4 separate regions of the Sus scrofa genome follow, and regions 1, 3 and 4 are each linked to region 2. Evidence: chromatin contacts called from public HiChIP or PLAC-seq and promoter capture Hi-C data. All regions are on one chromosome and are shown on one strand. Each heading gives the region's core, a stretch centred on a gene start, on an enhancer-like site or on the middle of the called end of the contact. The rest is flanking DNA. Distances are from core to core; before and after follow the strand shown.

The links. Promoter capture Hi-C pulls out the DNA fragments that hold promoters and counts their contacts. HiChIP or PLAC-seq counts read pairs in DNA pulled down with a chosen protein or histone mark.
Region 1: a contact with region 2 is called in an H3K27ac HiChIP or PLAC-seq map of skeletal muscle, with 2.9 times the contacts expected there. The contact joins the promoter of DRG1 here to the promoter of YWHAH in region 2. A contact is called at or near these places in 1 of 47 Hi-C or Micro-C datasets (alveolar macrophages) and 2 of 2 datasets of contacts at active chromatin or transcription factors (alveolar macrophages and skeletal muscle).
Region 3: a contact with region 2 is called in a promoter capture Hi-C map of fetal liver, with 5 times the contacts expected there. The contact joins the promoter of SFI1 here to the promoter of YWHAH in region 2. A contact is called at or near these places in 3 of 5 promoter capture datasets (fetal liver, fetal skeletal muscle and liver), 4 of 47 Hi-C or Micro-C datasets (epiblast stem cells, heart right ventricle and liver) and 2 of 2 datasets of contacts at active chromatin or transcription factors (alveolar macrophages and skeletal muscle).
Region 4: a contact with region 2 is called in a promoter capture Hi-C map of fetal liver, with 2.0 times the contacts expected there. The contact joins the promoter of PATZ1 here to the promoter of YWHAH in region 2. A contact is called at or near these places in 1 of 5 promoter capture datasets (fetal liver) and 2 of 2 datasets of contacts at active chromatin or transcription factors (alveolar macrophages and skeletal muscle).

Annotation. Positions count from the first base shown.
Region 1 is chr14:48,124,959-48,129,656 of Sscrofa11.1, forward strand. It overlaps DRG1 (developmentally-regulated GTP-binding protein 1), which reads left to right and starts at 1,849. Exons shown (of 9, transcript XM_001927253.5): 1 at 1,849-2,015; 2 at 2,870-2,993; 3 at 4,215-4,390. The coding sequence starts at 1,974.
Region 2 is chr14:48,540,591-48,545,354 of Sscrofa11.1, forward strand. YWHAH (14-3-3 protein eta) reads left to right here and starts at 3,441. Exons shown (of 2, transcript XM_001928076.4): 1 at 3,441-3,849. The coding sequence starts at 3,763.
Region 3 is chr14:48,207,048-48,211,928 of Sscrofa11.1, forward strand. SFI1 (protein SFI1 homolog) reads left to right here and starts at 3,492. Exons shown (of 33, transcript XM_005670867.3): 1 at 3,492-3,738.
Region 4 is chr14:48,091,102-48,095,497 of Sscrofa11.1, forward strand. PATZ1 (POZ-, AT hook-, and zinc finger-containing protein 1) reads right to left here and starts at 2,284. Exons shown (of 6, transcript XM_021073093.1): 1 at 1,810-2,284; 2 at 796-1,807. The coding sequence starts at 2,065.

The DNA of each region.
Region 1 (4,698 bases), core at 599-3,098, 420 kb before region 2:
TAGGAGAGGTCTGCTGATTTGATTTTATCTGTCTTTAAGACTGATCTTTGGGAGTTCCCATCGTGGCGCAGTGGTGAACGAATCGGACTAGGAACCATGAGGTTGCGGGTTCGGTCCCTGCCCTTGCTCAGTGGGTTAAGGATCCGGCGTTGCCGTGAGCTGTGGTGTAAGTTGCAGACGCGGCTCGGATCCTGCGTTGCTGTGGCTCTGGTGTAGGCCGGTGGCTACAGCTCCGATTGGACCCCTGGCCTGGGAACCTCCATGTGCTACGGGAGCGGCCCAAAGAAATAGTAAAAAGACAAAAAAAAAAAAAAGAAAAAAAAGACTGATCTTTGATAACCTCACATTCCAGGTAGACTTCCTCTCCTCTCCTTCCCTCCCACATTACTGAAGGTGTGGGATCTAAGTACCTCAATCACCTCTTAATTTAGTTACGAAAAGGCTGAAGTTAAAGAAAGAAATTCCTGAGCCCTTTGGGGACCTTCCATAAAAGCTTTCCTTTTCCCATTCTCTCCCTTATGCCCTATAAGACCTCCTTTTGTGTCTCTGGCAAGTAGAAATGGTTCTTACTTACAAATTTAAATAAATAAGCTTCCTTCCCAGGGCTGAGTGGAGGTCTGAGAGGAGGCAAGTTAAGCCTGGCCTGTGGATCCTGATAGGTCAATCAATTTATCAACAAGAATTCATTGATTCCACATGAAGCAGCTTTCAAAATCAGCACACAGCTCCTGGACGTCGTGGCTTCCTCTTCGCAAGATACTTGGGGAAGAGGAATCTTTTGAAATTTAAAATTTTATGATTACACAAATACTTAGATGCATTAATCTTAAAAAAATTGAACAACACAATAATATGTGGAATAACAAGTGAAAGGCTTTCTCTGTCTTTCCTTACACCCCATCCCACTGCTAACAGCTTGAGATTTTACCCCTTTACTCAGATCATTTCGCAGTGCACTTTGTGACAGGTATATTTATATAAACATCTAATTAAAAAACTAACATCAATGGGATCACAAAGTAGGTGCAGTTCTACTACTATTTCCCCTCCCCTTCCCTCTCCTCTCCTCAACTGGACCCTTAACCCACTGAGCCACAGCAGGAATTCCTCCCCCATTTTTTTTTTTCTTTTTCACAATATGACTTGGACATCCTTCCAGTCAGACCACACAGATCTATGTTTTAACGGCTAGAATAATATTCCACAGCATAGAAGTACCATTATCTATCCATTTCCCCACTGATGAACATTAACATAGTTAAGAATTTTTCAGTATTAGAGGCTATGTTGCAAGTACTGGTTCTCTGGGAATTACCCATTAAATCATGCACTTACTGTGGGCTCACCATGTGCCACGCACTCCGCTAGGGGAGGAGGTAAACAAAACAGACATCTAAAAATAATTAAGAGTGATGGAAAGAGGGCATCTTCTTTTCCAAAGAAGGCCAGACAGGCTAAAGATCGGTCTCTATATCAACCCAGGAGGCTGAGGAGTCCCCCAGCGTGTTTCCCCAGCTGTGCAAGGGGCCCCAAGACCCGTCGGTCCTGCAAAGGAAGACGGGTGGTGGGCGCTACGGCGCTTTTTAGCAGGGTCTGAGAGCCGCGGGCTACTCGCCAGGAGTCGCTCATCACACACCACGCGCTGAGAGCAATTACAGCGAAGTGGGGCGGGGCCGAGCGGCGCGCGACCCTCCGCGCGCTCCGGGAGATGCGGACAGGGGCGGCCTCTCTGGCCCTGGCTCCCGCGGGCTCTATGACACCGCGCCGGCTCGGAGGGGGGCGGGAATGTTGGCTAGAAAGGCCACTTCATGCTTACATCTCGCGGTGTGCCTCGCGCGGAACTCTCGCGACAGCAATGAAATCCCGCGCTTGCGCACCCCTATAGCGCCTGGTGGTTGCGGCTGGTTCGCCGCCGGGTATGTGAAGAGGGTAGACCTGTGTGGACCTAGCTGTTCCCCGTGCGACTCGTCACCATGAGCAGCACCTTAGCCAAGATCGCGGAGATCGAAGCCGAGGTAATGGGCACTCGAAAAGTCCGTCTGAGCGTTCCTCTTCGGGCCGTAGCTCATGCTTGAACTTCCTTCAGCCGAGTCTGGACCGGGCCGCGTTCCCCGATTCCCCTCAGCCTTGGCTCGCTTTCCTTGACTTCCCTCTTCTCGGTTCCACGTTCCATACCCCCGCCTCTTCCAGTGTTCGACTCCTTTCTGAACTTCGTTTTAGTTTTTTCTGGCTTTTCTGTGAGCAACACTTAATCCCCCCACTTCAGCCCTGACCTGATCACGTACTTCATTCGGTATCTTTCCTTATCCCTCGGACCCCCTCCAAACTCTGCTTTAATGATCTCCTTTCCCAGAGTATTGATCCTGGGAATAGGATCTGGAAGTAAATTGTCGTCTGTGGTAGCTGTTGATTCCACCTGGATTGTTCTGTGATTCTTTTGTCGCAAGTGCTCGGAGTTCTTTAAAATCAATTGGGTCACACCAGGTACCCATGAACAGTTGGAAAGGAATCAGCAGCTGTTTTAATCTAATCTATGAAGGCTGATTGTAATGAACTTAGTCATGTTTCTTCTCTTTAGGCCTCAGTTCTTTGTAGTGAGGGGAATGGTCTGGGTCATGGAGTGAATGGATTTTTATTTTTATAAGTCTGACTTAAAACGAGTGTATTAACATAAGCGGGAATTCTAAGAATTCTCACAACATTGTAAATCAACTATAATTTAAAAGACAGCAGTGCAGAAATGGACCAAAAAAAAAACAAACAAAAAAAAAACCCACAACACAATTCTGTGAGCTGGGGGGCATTCATTCTGGATATTTTACCTTGTAGGAACTGCTTCTGATTTATGGCTGTGATTCCTCTCTTGTAGATGGCTCGGACTCAAAAGAACAAGGCCACAGCACACCACCTAGGGCTGCTTAAGGCTCGCCTTGCTAAGCTTCGCAGGGAACTCATTACTCCAAAAGGTGGTGGTGGTGGTGGGCCAGGAGAAGGTTTGTGTTTTTCTTCAACTTTTTTCTTTATTTGGTGTACTTTTTTTTTTTATTATTAAAACTGTAAAAATGTATGGTTTAAAAATAATTAAAAATTTTCTATCAAAGTAGATTAGTATTTTCTAAGCTTAAATTCTTAAATTGTGTTTATTCTACTGATTTCAAAGGCAAATATTCTCCAAGTGAACAGGGTTTTATTTATGTATATCCTGTACTGATCCAAAGTAGATTTACATAGGTTTACTGAAATATGTAAATAAATAGTCAACAAGATAAAGGAATTGATGCAAAGGGAAATGAAGGTAGAAAGAATAAGTTGAAGCCAAGAGAGATAAAATTAGGACCAAAAGTAGTCATAAGGTCTGTACACTTCCTAGAGAAGGGCCACAAATTTGGCTTTGTTTGGAACCCATTGTAAGAAAGAAAACTCGGAGTTCCCGTTGTGGCGCAGTGGTTAACGAATCCGACTAGGAACCATGAGGTTGCGGGTTTGGTCCCTGCCCTTGCTCAGTGGGTTAACGATCTGGCGTTGCCGTGAGCTGTGGTGTAGGTTGCAGACGCGGCTCGGATCCCGTGTTGCTGTGGCTCTGGCGTAGGCCGGTGGCTACAGCTCTGATTCAACCCCTAGCCTGGGAACCTCCATATGCCGAGGGAGTGGCCCAAGAAATAGCAACAACAACAACAATAACAACAACAACAAAAGACAAAAAAAAAAAAAAGAAAGAAAACTCAGTCACGCAGTTCCCAAGGTTTGTAAGAAAAAAAAAAGTTATCTTGTGGCACAGTGGGTTAAGGATCTGGCATTTTCACTGTAGTGGCTTGGGTCACTACTCTGGTCCCAGTTCAATCCCTGGCCCAGGAACTTCCACCTGCCACAGGGGCTGCCAAAAAAAAAAAAAAAAGAGAGAGAGAGAAAGAAACTAATTTTTTAGATCAATTTTTATATAACATTTGGGCTAGAAATATTAGTTATATACTAGAAAGATATATAACAGTTTAAGAGGTAGAAGTATAAACTTTTTACATCAAACACTCCATTAAATATTGTGAATTACTATGGGGAGTTTTGTGTGCTTAAGTTCTACTCTAGAGATAGACTGTAAAAAATTGGATAAATAGGTTCTAGAGGGATAGGTATCCAGAAAGTAAAAGGAATTACGTGAGTCTCCACACTCCCGGGGATAACGTTTCTTGTCTTTTTTGTATTTATTGATGTTTTAGGATTTGATGTTGCCAAGACAGGTGATGCTCGGATTGGGTTTGTGGGTTTTCCATCTGTGGGGAAGTCAACATTGCTCAGTAACCTGGCGGGGGTATATTCTGAGGTGGCAGCCTATGAGTTCACTACTCTGACCACAGTGCCTGGTGTCATCAGATATAAAGGTGCCAAGATCCAGGTGAGTCAGGCCTGCAGGCCAAGGAAGGGAAGAAATCAGTTTTTTCATTCATTTAAAAAGCACGTATTTGGAGTTCCTGCCGTGGCACAGTGGGTAAAGATCTGGTGTTGCTGCAGCTGTGGCTTGGATTCTATCCCTACCCTGGGAACTTCCATATGCTGCAGGAGTTGTTGCCCCCTGCCCCCGGCCGCAAAGGCACTTATTTTGAGCTCTCTGTATGTCAGGGCTGATCTTTAATCTACCAGTCCCTCGATGTGTAGCAAGAGAGGTAAAGCAGTACATAAAAACAATGATACAGTGGACTAGTG
Region 2 (4,764 bases), core at 2,191-4,690:
CCCAAGTCCAGATCCTTCTCTTCAAGCCACCACACATGTGTTCTTGGGTAGCTGGGGGTGGGGTGGGCAGAGAGTGCTGCTCTGTTCCCCGAGTGAGACCATGTACCAGGTAAAGGTGCTGCAACCCTGCTCAAGCTCCAGGCAATGTGTGTTTGACATAATCATCAGCTCTTTCCCTGGTTCAAAGGTCCTTTTGGAAACTGTTCAAAAGCTGCATTGCTTGGTGGGACTTAGAGCCCTGGGACAAGGTGACCTGTCCCAGGCGGTCGTCCTAGTCTTTATTTGTGAGGCTTTGGGGAGTTTGCAGCTATCTCTCAACGGTGAAGGATATGGCTGCTGGTGTGTAGGCTACAAGTGGGAAGATTATGTGTGGTTTTTTACAATCTGAATGACCCCAAAAGGAGAGTCACACTTTGATCCCTTCTTAGTTCACACCTCAAGACAGTGTGGGGCCACCAAGCCCAGGAATCTGACAGATTTGAGCTTGAATCCTGGCTCTGCTGATTACTAGTTGAGTGATCTTGATACAAGTCACGGTGCATCTTCAAGGCCAGTCTCATCTGTAAGATGGGAGTGGAAGCCCTACCTAATTTACAGAGGTATCTGGGGGGAAGAAATATGCCAGTCTCTGTAAGGTACCTGGCCCGGTGCTGGCAATGTGGTTGGGTTCCCTTCAAGAGCAGGTGTGGATGAGGTTGCCCAGGATAGGGCAGAGGGGTGGGGCAGAGTTCTGAGGAACCCCCATGTTTCAGGGTAGGCTGAGAAGACCAACTCACACAGGAGACAAAAGAGGAGCAGCCAGGGCAGCAGAGAGAAGTCAGGCTAGTGCAGGGTCATGGAGCTAAGAGCCTGTCAAGGAAGGGAGAGCAGTTGTGCCCAGTGCAGCCAAGAGGGCCGGGAAGGTGAGGACTGTGCAGTGACATTGGATTGGTGGCCACAGTGAGGGTTCCGTAGGTTGGAGGAGTGGGGTACAGCCAGAGTACATTGGGCTGAGGGGTGGGTGGGAGGTGAGGAAGTAGGGACAGTGTAGTTGGTGAAAAGGAAAGAAAAGCTTTATGGGAGAACCGAAGTGTCTCCCATTTGACATTCATGAATGTCCAAATCAGTTATTTAGAATGCTCTAGTCTACCTGATTTTTACTGCTCTGAAATCAATCTCTGTCCAACATGATCAGAAGCTAGAAGGGCTCTAACTCCTCTCAGGGCTGGAAGAAACTGTGGAGGTGCCCCCAGTGCTGGCCGGCTGCCCACATCTCACAGAACCCATCCTCATGGAGCCCACAGTGGATAATGTTACTATCTCTCACACCCCTTAAAGATATTCACTAAGGGAAAAATCAGCCTGGTTTGCTAACCTCAATTCCATCCATGTGTAGTTAACAAAGGTAACTCTTCAAAGCCTGAGGTGGGGACTTCTTCCCAGACACACAAATGCTGTGTCATGGGTCCTGAGTCCTCACTGTAGCAGCAGAGAGATAGTGGCCCCGGAGGCAGGAGACCTGGTATGGGAGACCCAGCTCTGCTCACTGGCCATGCAAACTGCAGCCAGCCTCTCCTCCTCCCCAGACCTCAGCTTCCCCTTACTTGGGATAAGGGGTTGGACAGTGGTGAGTCTAAGGGTCCTGCCAGCTCTGACATTCCAGGATTTCTTCTCTTCTACAGTGCCTTAAACAGTCTTTCAAGTCCAATTTTCCCAGATTGTAAAACAGAGGTTCAGAAAAGGCCCACTCTCCAGTTCCTTCTCCTTTGTTTTTTTGTTTTGTTTTGTTTTTCATCTTTTTGCCATTTCTTGGACCGCTTCCGGGCATATGGAGGTTCCCAGGCTAGGGGTCTAATCGGAGCTGTAGCTGCCAGCCTAAACCACAGCCACAGCAACTCGGGATCCTACACCACAGCTCGCGGCATCGCCGGATCATTAACCCACTGAGCAAGGGCAGGGACCGAACCTGCAACCTCATGGTTCCTAGTCGGATTCGTTAACCACTGTGCCAGGACGGGAACTCCTCCTCTCTCTCCTTTCTAATGCATCTGACTCTCCAAAGTAAGACTCCTGGCCTGAAATGTGGCTTCCATGCCTCTGGTGGTTCCCAACTACCTAGGGATGCTTCAGATCTTCAGCCTGGCATTGAAAACACTCCACAGTCTTGTTTTTTACCTCACCTCATGTCCCACTGCCCGACCTTTCTCACCATTTTGTTTTTATCTTCACTGCCAAGGCTTTGTCTTTGCAGACCCCACTCTCTCCCACCTTTTCCCTGACATTATCTGGACCAGCTTACCTCCTTTGGGGTATTCAGACATCTGCTTCTCCGAGACAGGGGCTGCGTCTTAACTCTTTTTTTTTTTTTTCTTTTTTTTCTTTTTTGTCCTCCCCTGGGCATACGGAATTCCTGGGCCAGGGATCCAGTGCTAGATCCTTAAGCCACTGTACCAGGCTGGGGATTAAACCTGCATTCCAGCCCTCCCAAGATGACCTCATTGAGCCACAGAGAGAACTGAGTGTCCTACTCATTCTGCACCTACTCTTTCCCCCAGTGTTGAGCATGCAGTAGGTGCTCAATAAAATTCTCAGAGAACCTCAGGCCCCTTCTCCTGCACTGCCCTTCGCATGGTATACTAGGTCTGGTCATGCTTTAGTTATTGGGATTTTCCTCTCTTGTCCGAGGCCCAGCCCTGGGCCTGGCACCAGGGTTCCTCAGCGTGGAACGCCAGGACTGGCTCAGTGACCAGCGGGTCCACTCTCCTCTTTGCCACTTTACAGGCCAACAGTAACCTTGAGCAACTCACACTGGTCTGGCTTTGAAAAAAGAGGCCAGCTGTACCCACTGGCCTGAGTTGTGAGCATCAGATACGATCGTGCCTGGAAAGGCCTAGCACTGGGCCAGCTCCTAGCAGGTGTGTCACGAAGGTTATCCGCCTCAGCCGGGCCGGTCAGTCCCTCCTCCCGCGTAAAGGCACAGTCTGCACAAGGCCACTCCCTAGGGTGGAGGCGCAGTGAATGAATGTGTTGTGGGGTGGGGGTGGGGGGGACGTTAGGCGGGACCGACTCTAATCTGCCAGCGCAGACCCAAGTGCTGGGTGTGGCCCTGCGAAGCCGAACGGTTAGACTGGGCGGGGGCGGGTCCAGACCGCCCGTCGGGCATGCGGCCTCCTGGCTTCCCCAAGCGCTAGTTTTATTTGCTTTGGAGTCCCTTCTCAATCTAGTGCTCTAACATGGGTTCAGAAGCACCTTTCCGGGTGGGGCCGTGACAGTGCGCTGCCAGCGGAGCAGCCATCTCCCGGCCCCTTCCCCGATCTCTGCAGTCCCCACCCCAGCGGTCCCCTCTTCACCTCCACCTCTGCGGTGGTAAAATGCAGCACTCGCACGGCGCCTGCGCGGCTTTGGGGCGGGGCGGTGGTCGCAGCTATTTATAGTAGCTGACGTCACCTTGAAATAGACCGTTAGGGCCGGCCCGCCCTTCCCCCCTCCCACTTGCGCCGCTCCGCGCCGCCCGGCCCTGCCCCTCCCACTGCGCAGGCGTCCTCCCATCCGCCCATCCCCCCGCGTGACCGCCTGTCCTCTCTCGGCGGCGTCCGCGGTGCGAGCCACAGCGCGCGAGGCGAGCCAGCGAGAGGTCGATCGGTGCTGCCTGCTGCTTGTAGCCTAGGCGGGCCGGCGAGCCAGTGCGCGTGCGCGGCGGCGGCCTCCGCGGCGACCGGGAGCGGACGCGCGGGCTAGCAAGCGAGTGGAGCTGGGCGCGAGGCGAGGCCGAGCCATAGCGACATGGGGGACCGCGAACAGCTGCTGCAGCGGGCGCGGCTGGCCGAGCAGGCGGAGCGCTACGACGACATGGCCTCCGCCATGAAGGCGGTGAGCGCGCCGGACGCCCGGGCGGCCGGCCGGGGGCCCGACGCAGGGGAAGGGTGGGCAACCAGGCGGCTGCTCCCTCCAGGCCTGGGGCGACCCCGCCGCCCCGCTGGGCGCGGCCACCCGCCCGCACACCGCGCTTCCCGCGCCCGCCGCGCGCCCCGCCATTTCCTGCGGCCGGGCCCTGGTGGGGTTTCTAGGGAGGGGGTGCGGCGGTGACCCCGCGGGCGGGCCATCTGGTGGTCGGGGGTCGCCATATCCCAGCTCGGACCACAGGTGAGGGAGGGTGCCCGTGGGAAGGTGAGGGAGTCACATTTCTCCTTCTGGATATTTCTGTCGGGCTGGGGCACCCCCTCTTTTCTCCACACCCCAACTTGTAATAAAGAATCACCTAGTGAGTGGCGCCCTGTCTCTCATGGTTTCCGCTGCCACTACCTGCAGTCGGTGTAATTCCGATCCGTTTTTGCTCCGCTCGCTGGAATCGTTCTGGTTCCATCCTCCCACGCCCGGGGTCCGCATTGTGTGCGGAGACCCCCCCCCTCCCCCCCGCAAGCCGGCGGGAGGGTGGCGGGCGTGTGGCTCCTTCCAGGTTGGATGCGGCACCCATCTGCTTGGAGACTAAAACGGGTCGTGACTCCTGGGCGGGCCGAGCCCGTGTACCTTTGCCTTGCCGAGACCCTCAGAGACCTGTCTGCAGCTCGATTTCCGGGGAAGGAGCCTTTGCCGACCACACCCTGGCAAATGCCCTGGATTAGATACCACCTGCGTGCCTGAGACTTAGGGTTGTGGCGAACTCCTCGCTAACCTCGTCTCCGCGCATTATTTCACGTTTTCTCCAAATGAACATTACTTCCCTCTGCGTCAAGGTCACACGGGTATAGCCACAGCTGCGGCCACCAACCTGCCATGTTCACCCAG
Region 3 (4,881 bases), core at 2,242-4,741, 330 kb before region 2:
GCATGCAGAAGATCACGGGCCAGGAATCCAACTGGCACCATAGCAGTAACCAGAGCCACAGTAGTGATGATGCTAGGTCCTTAATGGACTGAGCGACCAGGGAACTCCTGTGGGCATCATCATTATTATTGTCTTTTTAGGGACACACCCAAGACAAATGGAGGTTCCCAGGCTAGGGGTTCAATTGGAGCTGTAGCCACCAGCCTACACCAGAGCCACAGCAACATGGGATCTGAGCCACATCTGTGCCTCTGGACCTACACCACAGCTCATATCAATGCTGGATCCTTAACCCACTGAGTGAGGCCAGGGATCAAACCCTAGTCCTCAGGGATGGTAGTTGGTTTTGCTAACCACTGAGCCACAAAGGGAACGCCCTGTGGGCATTATTTTTAAATTACTTCAAGCCATATACAAAATCTGCTCATGGCATATGGTTATCATAATAGAAGCCTGGCTTGGAGCTCATTTTCTGGGTCCTCTGATCTATCCTAGCTAGGATGTACTCTTCCCACAGGCTATTCCTTCATGTCTTGTAGAAAGTTGTTCTCAACTAACTTCTTACCTCTTATGAATCTTAACTTGTCCTTATTAATTAAAGGAGAACACAAGTATTACCTAGGGGCAAATAATTAGTAAAGTCAATACTTTACTAAGGCATCTATAAACTTGTTTTAACCTTTCTTTTTCCTTTTTTTTTTTTTTTTTTTTGTGTGTGTGTGTCATTTTGCCATTTCTCGGGCCGCTCCCGTGGCATATATTATTTCCCAGGCTAGGGGTCTAATCGGAGCTGTAGCTGCCAGCCTACGCCAGAGCCACAGCAACTCGGGGTCCGAGCTGCGTCTTCGACCTACACCATAGCTCACGGCAACGCTGGATCATTAACCCAATGAGCAAGGGCAGGGATCGAACCCGCAACCTCATGGTTCCTAGTTGGATTCGTTAACCACTGCACCGCGACAGGAACTCCAGTTTTAACCTTTCTTGTTATGTAAAACTAGATGCCTACAAATCCTTGTTTCATTGTAGCTTTTGAATGTTATTCTCTTTGGCAGGAATGATAATTTGTAATTCTAAAAAAGGGGGCACACTTTTGCAACTGAAATGAATTTTCAAATAGCAGTATGGGAAACTTTGAAAGAATAAAAGAGAAAAATGTTTTATTCTACTTCTTCATTAAGTATTTGTAAGATCTTGGTTAGGTTCAAATTCTTGGTTCAGTTTGGCCTAAGGGACTCCGAGTTTCAGTCAGTTGGAGAAATTAGCAGTCCAAAAACAGTAAAGAAGAAAATGGAAATTAGAAACCTAGAATTTTTGAGAGCAGCCTCATCTCAAAAAGTTGGGATTACACCTCCCTAAATGGGCTTTTTCCTACTCAGTTTTTCTTTCTCCAAGGGTTATCCCTAGTTCAAAGAAAACAGAATTTGAACAGTTTCACAATTTTGGCATCATGTAAAGAAAAACCACACAGCAAATTATTTGCAGAGGCTAAACCCCTTCTTGGCACTTTACAGCTTTGATTTTACATATGTAAAGTATTTAAAACAGAGCCTGACACCACTGAGTGCTGCTGCACTAGCTACTGTTATTCTATACTGTTATTTCTAATTTTTCCTAATAGGACTAATTATTTTCATTATAACTCAAATGGAAACACCTTGCTTTCCTATTTTAGTCAAAACTGAGATGATAAATGCAAATGACAGAAAGGATCAGCAAATCATCTAGAAAACACGATCTATCATCCTAGGTTTGTCATAAATTTATATACACATATAATTTATATAAAGCTCTTACAATAAAGACTAATTTTACAGTAAGTGAGTATTAGCTACAGTGTTTTTTTTTTTTTTTTTTTTCTTTTTTTGTCTTTCTGTCTTTTGTTGTTGTTGTTGTTGCTATTTCTTGGGCCGCTCCCGCGGCATATGGAGGTTCCCAGGCTAGGGGTTGAATCGGAGCTGTAGCCACCGGCCAACACCAGAGCCACAGCAACGCAGGATCCGAGCCGCGTCTGCAACCTACACCACAGCTCACGGCAATGCCGGATCGTTAACCCACTGAGCAAGGGCAGGGACCGAACCCGCAACCTCATGGTTCCTAGTCGGATTCGTTAACCACTGTGCCACGACGGGAACTCCTACAGTGTTAATTAAGACTTTGAAAACCACTAAATTACTTTAAAAATAGTTGGTCACATAACTTCAGCAAATAGTCCTGCCTAAAAGATTGGCTCCCGTGTCCTGCTTAAGTGGAACTTATATTAAACACGTTTTTACAAAATTTACCATAGGTAGAAAATAGAGCAAAAATGCAAACTACCTGTAATTTCAGTCCCGAGAAACCCAACAATGGTTATTTTTCCTCCTGTTTTGTTTTGGTTTGGTTTGGGGTCTTTCTGGCTGCACCCGCGGCCCACGGAAGTTCCTGGGGCAGGGATGGAAACCAAGTCACATGCCAAATCCCAAGCACTAGACCACCAGGGAACTCCTTTCCTCCCGTTTATAACGTAAAAATTTTCAAGCATTTAAACACATAATGCCAGGAGTTCCCATCGTGGCTCAGTGGTTAACGAATCTGACCAGGAAAGATGAGGTTGCGGCTTCAATTCCTGGCTGCGCTCAGTGGGTTAAGGATCCAGCGTTGCCGTGAGCTGTGGTGTAGGTTGCAGACGCGGCTCGGATCTGGCGTTGCTGTGGCTCTGGAGTAGGCTGGCGGCTACAGCTCCGATTAGACCCCTAGCCTGGGCACCTCCATATGCCGCAGTAGCGGCCCTAGAAAAGGCAAAAAGACAAATAAGCAAAAAAACATAATGCCAGCCTTTGCGTTCTCCACCAGAAATCTCAAGTGCTTTCCAAAGCGCAGGAGAAAAAGGATATAAAACTATCTTACCTACCGTTTCCCACCCCTATTTTTAAAACATCAGAGTGGGCCCAATTATAAAAAAATAACTATTACTAACAATTAATGCTCGTTAATTACATTTTAAAAGGAAGGTTAAGATAGCAGCCTGGGATAATTTAATTCAGGGACTGCGAAACCTCGCGCCCGCACCCACTTAGTCCAGATTGACAACATTCGTGGCCCACGCAGGCGCGCAACCTATGCCTCGGGGACCGGCTCGTGCTGCCTGGGAACCATGGAGAACCAAAAGCCAGATAGGCAGGAGCCTAGAGGTGCGGGCTGGAGGACTTCAGCCCGGAGCCTCGTTCCTAGTGCTTGCCTCACGAAGCTTAACTAGGGGATCGGCTTCGAAACAGCTCCCACTCCTGGCGTCTGAGAGTAGCAGTAGGAGGCTGAGCTCTGTGTGAAGCGAGTGGGCCTCGGAGGTAGAGCGCCCTCCGTGGGGCGAGCCAGACAAAGCGTCGGTCGGCCCACCTCAAGGGAAATTCACAGTGCGGACTCTCCCTCGCTGCCAGAGGGGGGCGTGACCCTGCCGCACTGACGCTGCGTGAACTCCCCGGGACCCGGCCGGGCGTCCCTTACGCACGCCGCGTCGCCGTGGAGACGGGGGCGGGGCCGGCGCGGACCTGCGTGCAGAGGCGCGGGAACCTCAGAGGCTGGTTTGGGCTGCGCCAGCGGGCCGGGTCCGCTTCGTGTTTACCAAAACTTCGGGGCGCGAGGCGGGAGGCTAGGCTTCCCCAGGCGCGAGGCCGGGTTCGATAGTCCCCAGCCTCTCAGTGGCTTGGACCCTCCAGCCGGAGCCCAGCGGCGAGCGCGCGATCTTCCGAGTCCGGCCAGGTGAGTCCTGTGGGAGCCTCCGCTTCCTCCTCCTGTAGAAGTGCAGGTGATGCTTCCAGCCCACGGGGCTGAGGTCTGGGGATGGAAAAGAGGTGGAAAGAGAGCACCGGGCGGCGCCAGGAGCCCTCGCTTCTCGCGGGGCGTGGCGTTCTTCCGCGGGGCTCGTGCGCGACGAGCTGGGAGCCCGTGCCGCATCCGTGCAAGGCTCATTTGCGTGAGCGGATACGAATTGAGGGTTTCTTGATCTCTGCTGCGTGACCAAGTGAGGGGCAAGGGTATGTAGACCTCAGGGGCCATACCTGAGCTTCGAGGGCCAATTGGGCAAAAACATTCAGTGGGAGATTAGTGCTCGGTTTTGTTTGTTTGTTTGTTTGTTTGATGAGAGGCCATTCAGGTTTTTTGTAAACCTCTGGGTTATGGTAAATTTTGTTGAGTGAATGCTGTTAGGGAGTGAGTACCAGTCCCAGCTGTACCACTTAGCTGATGACTTTGGGCACCTCGTTTATAAAATGAAGATGATTATAGAATGAAAAGTAGGGTGGTTGTATTGAAGCAGGTAAAATGAAAAGTGGTTAGTACTCTGCCTGGCACAGAGTACCCACTCCATGAATGCTTTTTTTTTTTTTTTTTTTTTTGGTCTTTTTTTTAGTGCTGAACCTCTGGCATATGGAGGTTCCCAGGCTAGGGGTGTAATCGGAGCTATAGCTACTGGCCTGTCTGTGACCTACACCACAGCTCACTGCAACGCGGGGTCCTTAACCCACTGAGGCCAGGAATGGAACTCACAACCTCATGGTTCTTCGTCCGATTTGTTTCCCCTGGCCAGGGCGGGAACTCCCATGAACGCTATTCTAAATCTAGTCTGTACATTCTAGGTGCTGTGGTATCCACCTAAGGGCCATGGAGGTATCAGGCTTGGAGGTGTCATGGAAGACTTCCTGAGGGAAGTAGTTGAAATTTATTCTGGGACATAGAATATAGATTTAGGTATTTCCATGCTTTTCTTTAGTAAGATTATTCATTTCTCATTGATAGAAGCTGAAGAATATTGTAGGAACTTAAAATACTTTTACATTTATGATTTTCAAGTTAGCATATGTATTTAAGAATTATATTAGGATTTCCCGTCGTGGCGCAGTGGTT
Region 4 (4,396 bases), core at 1,034-3,533, 450 kb before region 2:
TTCATATACACAAGGTCTTCAGTACCCAGGCAAGTTAAAACCAGCCTTTTATTCCAAATACTCTCCTAAGAGGAAAAACAACCCTTCGCTCTCAGACAAGTCTTCAGTTCCTTATCAGGCTCACTAAATAGTCAATCTAAAAAGACATCCTGCTCCTCTTCCTCTCTGTCCAGTGAACATAAAGAAGATCTGTGGGTTCAGGAAGGCTCTGGAACCCCAGGTCAGAGCAGATGAAAGATTTTGCTGTTCAGAAGAGACTCTGGGTGCCCAGTTCTGTGCCCTGTGATTCTGGGGCTGTGAGGGGCAGAGCTGGAGTCTTACTAACCCAGGGTCACGAAGGCTGCACTGGGCAGGGGGAGGCGCGGGAGTCCCCAAGCACTTGTTTCATTTCCCTCCCCCAGCAGCCATTCAAGCGGGGAAAGACGAGGAGCCCAGCCACCCCTCCCGCCCCCAGAGGGGGCCCCTCGCCTGGTGCCGGAAACACAAAGGGAGCCCAGGGAGAAGAATGGTGAGGCCCGGTGGCTGAGGCCTGAGGAATCCGGCCCTTTCCCACAAGGCCCTGAGGAAGAGAGACAGCAGGGCACGCCTAGAGCCAGAGAACTTCCCTGAGGGAAGAGAAAGCAGCCCTTGGCCACACCATCTCAAAATCAGGACCAGTAAAACACTCTCCCCAAACCTGACCAGGCCCTACAAGGTCAAGTGACCCCCACAAGTCTCACAACCCCAGATCCTGACAAGGAGCTGTTCCGTGAGCCAGGAACAGGACCAGTCCTAGAGGGGGGCACCATTCCTCACCTGGAGAAGCCTTTCCCACAGCTCTGGCAGATGTAGGGCTTGCCCACGGACCCATCGTGGGACCGCACATGGTAGGACATGCGATCTTTTCTCTTGAACCTCAGCCCACACACGGGGCAGGAATAGGGCTTCTCCCCCGAGTGGGAAAGCTTGTGCCGATTGAGATGGTACACGTCTCGGAAGATCTTGCCGCAGATCTCACAGGCCACCTGCTTCCTGGTCCGGCTCCTCTTTCGGGGGCCGTCGGGGTCCTCTGAGATGGGTAGCCCATTCTCGCCCAGCCTTGGAGGAGGAAGGTCGATGTAGCCCAGCTGGAGGCTGGTGACACCATGCTGGGCCTCGTGCTGCCGGAGCCGATTGGCATCAGTGAACACCTTCCCACACAGGCCACAGGGAAGGATGCCTGCTTCCCTCAGGCCCCCTGGGGACCCGAACATTGAGTCCAGAAGGTTGGCCTTCCTTGGGCGGCCCCGGCCTCGCTTGCCAGTCAGGGGAGGGGCACTGGATGCCACATTGGGGAACGGGGAAGTCAGCAGTTGGGGAGACAAGGGTCCAGCCACCATGGGCAAGCGGTCCACACCAGGTAACACAGGCAGGGAGGCTTGGCTCGCAATGGCTGCACCAGCTGCCCTAGCCGCCTCCTCCTCGGGCTGCATGCTGCCTGCGATGCCATTGCTGTTGGCTGCCAAGGCTGCTCCATTGGTCATGTCCAAAGGGAAGCCTAAGTCCGAGGTCCCAGGGGGACGAAAGAGCATGATGTCGGCCCGGGCAGGGGGCACCAGGATCTGCACATTGGACTGTTTGATGACTTCCTGGCAAATCTCAATGACGGACCTCATCAGCAGAAACTTGGCAGCCGTCATAAGCTCGGGGAAGCTCTCCAGGCGAACCACAATGCGGGAAGTGTAGGCGAAGTCCAGGATGTCCCCGAACACCTTGGAGCTGATGGTGTGCATCTCTAGCTCCCGGCTGCCCCCAGCCCCACCGCCTGGGGCCGCCGCTGCGCCCCCACGTCAGCGGGACCCCCCTCCGCAGTTCCGCCGTCGCCCAACTGGGCACTGAACACCGACTCAAAGTACTCGCTGCAGGCGGCCAGCACCGCGCGGTGCGCTGGGAAGCTCTCATCGCCCACCCGCAGAAGCACGTCGCAGAAGCGCCCGCCGTTTTTGCGCTGCTGGTTCAGGTTGTGCAGCATCTCCGTGCTGTGTCTGCTCACCTGGTAGGTGTAGCAGCCCGACGGGCCGCAAGAAGCGTCGTTCACCCGCTCCATGGCCGCCACCCCCTCCCCACAAACCGGGCCGCGGCACTTGCCCGCCCCACTCCCTTCCCCTAGGCAGCGAGAAGCAGAGCGCAGCGAACGTGTCTACACTCCCCACACGTGCCGGCCCCGGGCTCTGTAGTCTCGCAGGTGCGCCGAGCGCACACGCCCCCTGCCCGGATCGGACTGTCTAGACTGCAGAGCGCACCACCTCCCACATAGCTGCCCCCACCCCTGCTGAATCCTGCACTCCTCTCTCCTCTCCACCGGCCCGCCTCCCCTTCTCGGTCTACCTCTCGGGGGGTGCGCGAGCAAAGAGGTGCGCCCCTCCCGCAAACGCTCCTGCCACCTCCCCTCCCGCCCGCCAGGCGGCGCCGGCGCGCAGCCAAGAGGGGCGCGCGCGCACGGGGAGGAGGAGGGGTCTGTCACGCAGGCGCGTGCGCGCGCCGCGGCTTTTCCCGGGCCCGCTGGGGGCGCGCGCTGCGTCCCCTGCAAAGCGCGAGCCGGGGCGGGGGCGCCGGAGCGGAGGAAACAAAAGGCTAAGGCGGCGGCGGCGGTGGGGCGCGCACCGGGGCGGCAGCGCAGGCCGGGTCCCGGAGGCTGGCGGGCGATGTCCGCAGCGAAGGCTGGAGCGGGCGGGCGGCGGTAACGGCTGCAGGGCTGGCCCTTTCCTGGGCCGGGCGAAGGCGGCGGCGGAGCGGCGGCGCTGCGGCCCCGGGCTCCGTGTGTTCGGAGCGGAGGAAAGATGGCAGCGGCTGCACTTCCTCTTGCACTTTCACCCCTGGGGGGAGGAGAAGGAGGGGGCGATACCAACAACACCCCCCCCCTCGCTTGCAGAAAAAAAAAAGAAACGGCGAGCTCGGCGTGGGGGGCCCCCTGCGCCCCTGGCCCTGCACGTGCGCACCCGGATTCCTGGCCCGGACCGCCCCGCGCTGCAAACTTTCCACTTTCTTTGTGCGGAGCGCCCCCCCCTCACCCAGCCGAGGATGCACGTCCCCCCTTCCCTATTTATACACACCCCCCCGCAGCTCCGCTCCCCCCGCTTCCTGCCCCCCCTCCCCAGTCCCCTGCTCCGCCAATGCTAGCGCAGGCTGAGCCCCCGTCCGGCCCCCGCCTTCCCACCCCGCCCGCAGGGCCGGGGGCTGCAGTCTCAGCCCCCCCGGACCAATGCAAACGAAGCGCCAAGCCAGCAAACCAGCTCCCGCTGCCCCTCCCTCCCGGCCAACAGTGGCGGCTAGTGACGGGGCGGGGGAAAGGGGGAGATCAAGGGGGTACAGATCTGAGCCCCCCCCAGCCTGCGATGCGCACCCGTAAGTCGAGCGGGCGTCGGCTAACCTTAAGAGCTCCCTTTCGATGCACGAAATCCCTAGAAGTCGCCTGCGACCGCCTCCCCGCTCCCAACCCCAGAGAGGGCCCGGGGTCCTGACTGGGGGCAGGCCGAACCTCTGGAGCTGCTTCTGCACCCCGCACGCTGACTGAACCAAAGGGGCTGCGCGCCCGGCATAGCTGGGGATATGAGTCCATCGTCCTTCTCCCCCAAGCCGCCACACGCCGAGCTTTGTGCCCCAGGGATGGGAAAGTCACCAGTTCAGGGAGGCGACAACATAGAGGCAAGGGCAGGAGCAGGGATCCCCGCACACCCCAGGAATCAGGGGTACTGGAGACTCCAGGGAGCGCCCTTTGGCTTCCCGAGGTCGAAAGCATCCCCAGCGCCTGCAGCCCAGCGAGTCGCCGAGCGCTCAGGCCATGGGCCCCGCCTGCGGGCCTGAGCGCTTTGTCCCCGGCGGTCCTGAAGATGCTGCCACGCGCGGGCTGGACCCAGAGGTTCGTCTGCCTGTATAGCGTTGGCGGCCGCCGCAAGGCAGCCCGACTTGGAGCTTCGGGCTGCAGGCACCGCACGTGCGGGCGGGAAGTTCCCACAGTTGCAAAGAGGAGCGAAGTATGTGTTCCAAACTTTTCACGGTTCCAAACTGAGCGCTTCCATTAAGAGAAGCGGTGTGCGGGGGAAAAGCATTCTGGGTATTAGCATGCAAATGAACAGGCCCGGCTTCCAACTTCGCTCGGGATTCCCACCGCTGAGCGCCCTGCTCGCGCCAAGCCACGCGCGCCCGGGGGCTTCCGGGCGTAGCGCCTCGGGAGAACCGGAGTTCGAATCCTAGACCTCAGCTCTCTGGTTGCGTGTCCTAGTGCCGGTCACTTGGCCTCTCTGATTAAACACAATCAGTTTCCTTATACGTAGACCGAGGCAGCAGCACCTGTCTTGGTGAGGTTTGCGCAACACTTAATACTGAGCTGGGTCTCTCTCCTTACACACCTCCCCTCTTCCTAAATCGGAGTAGATGC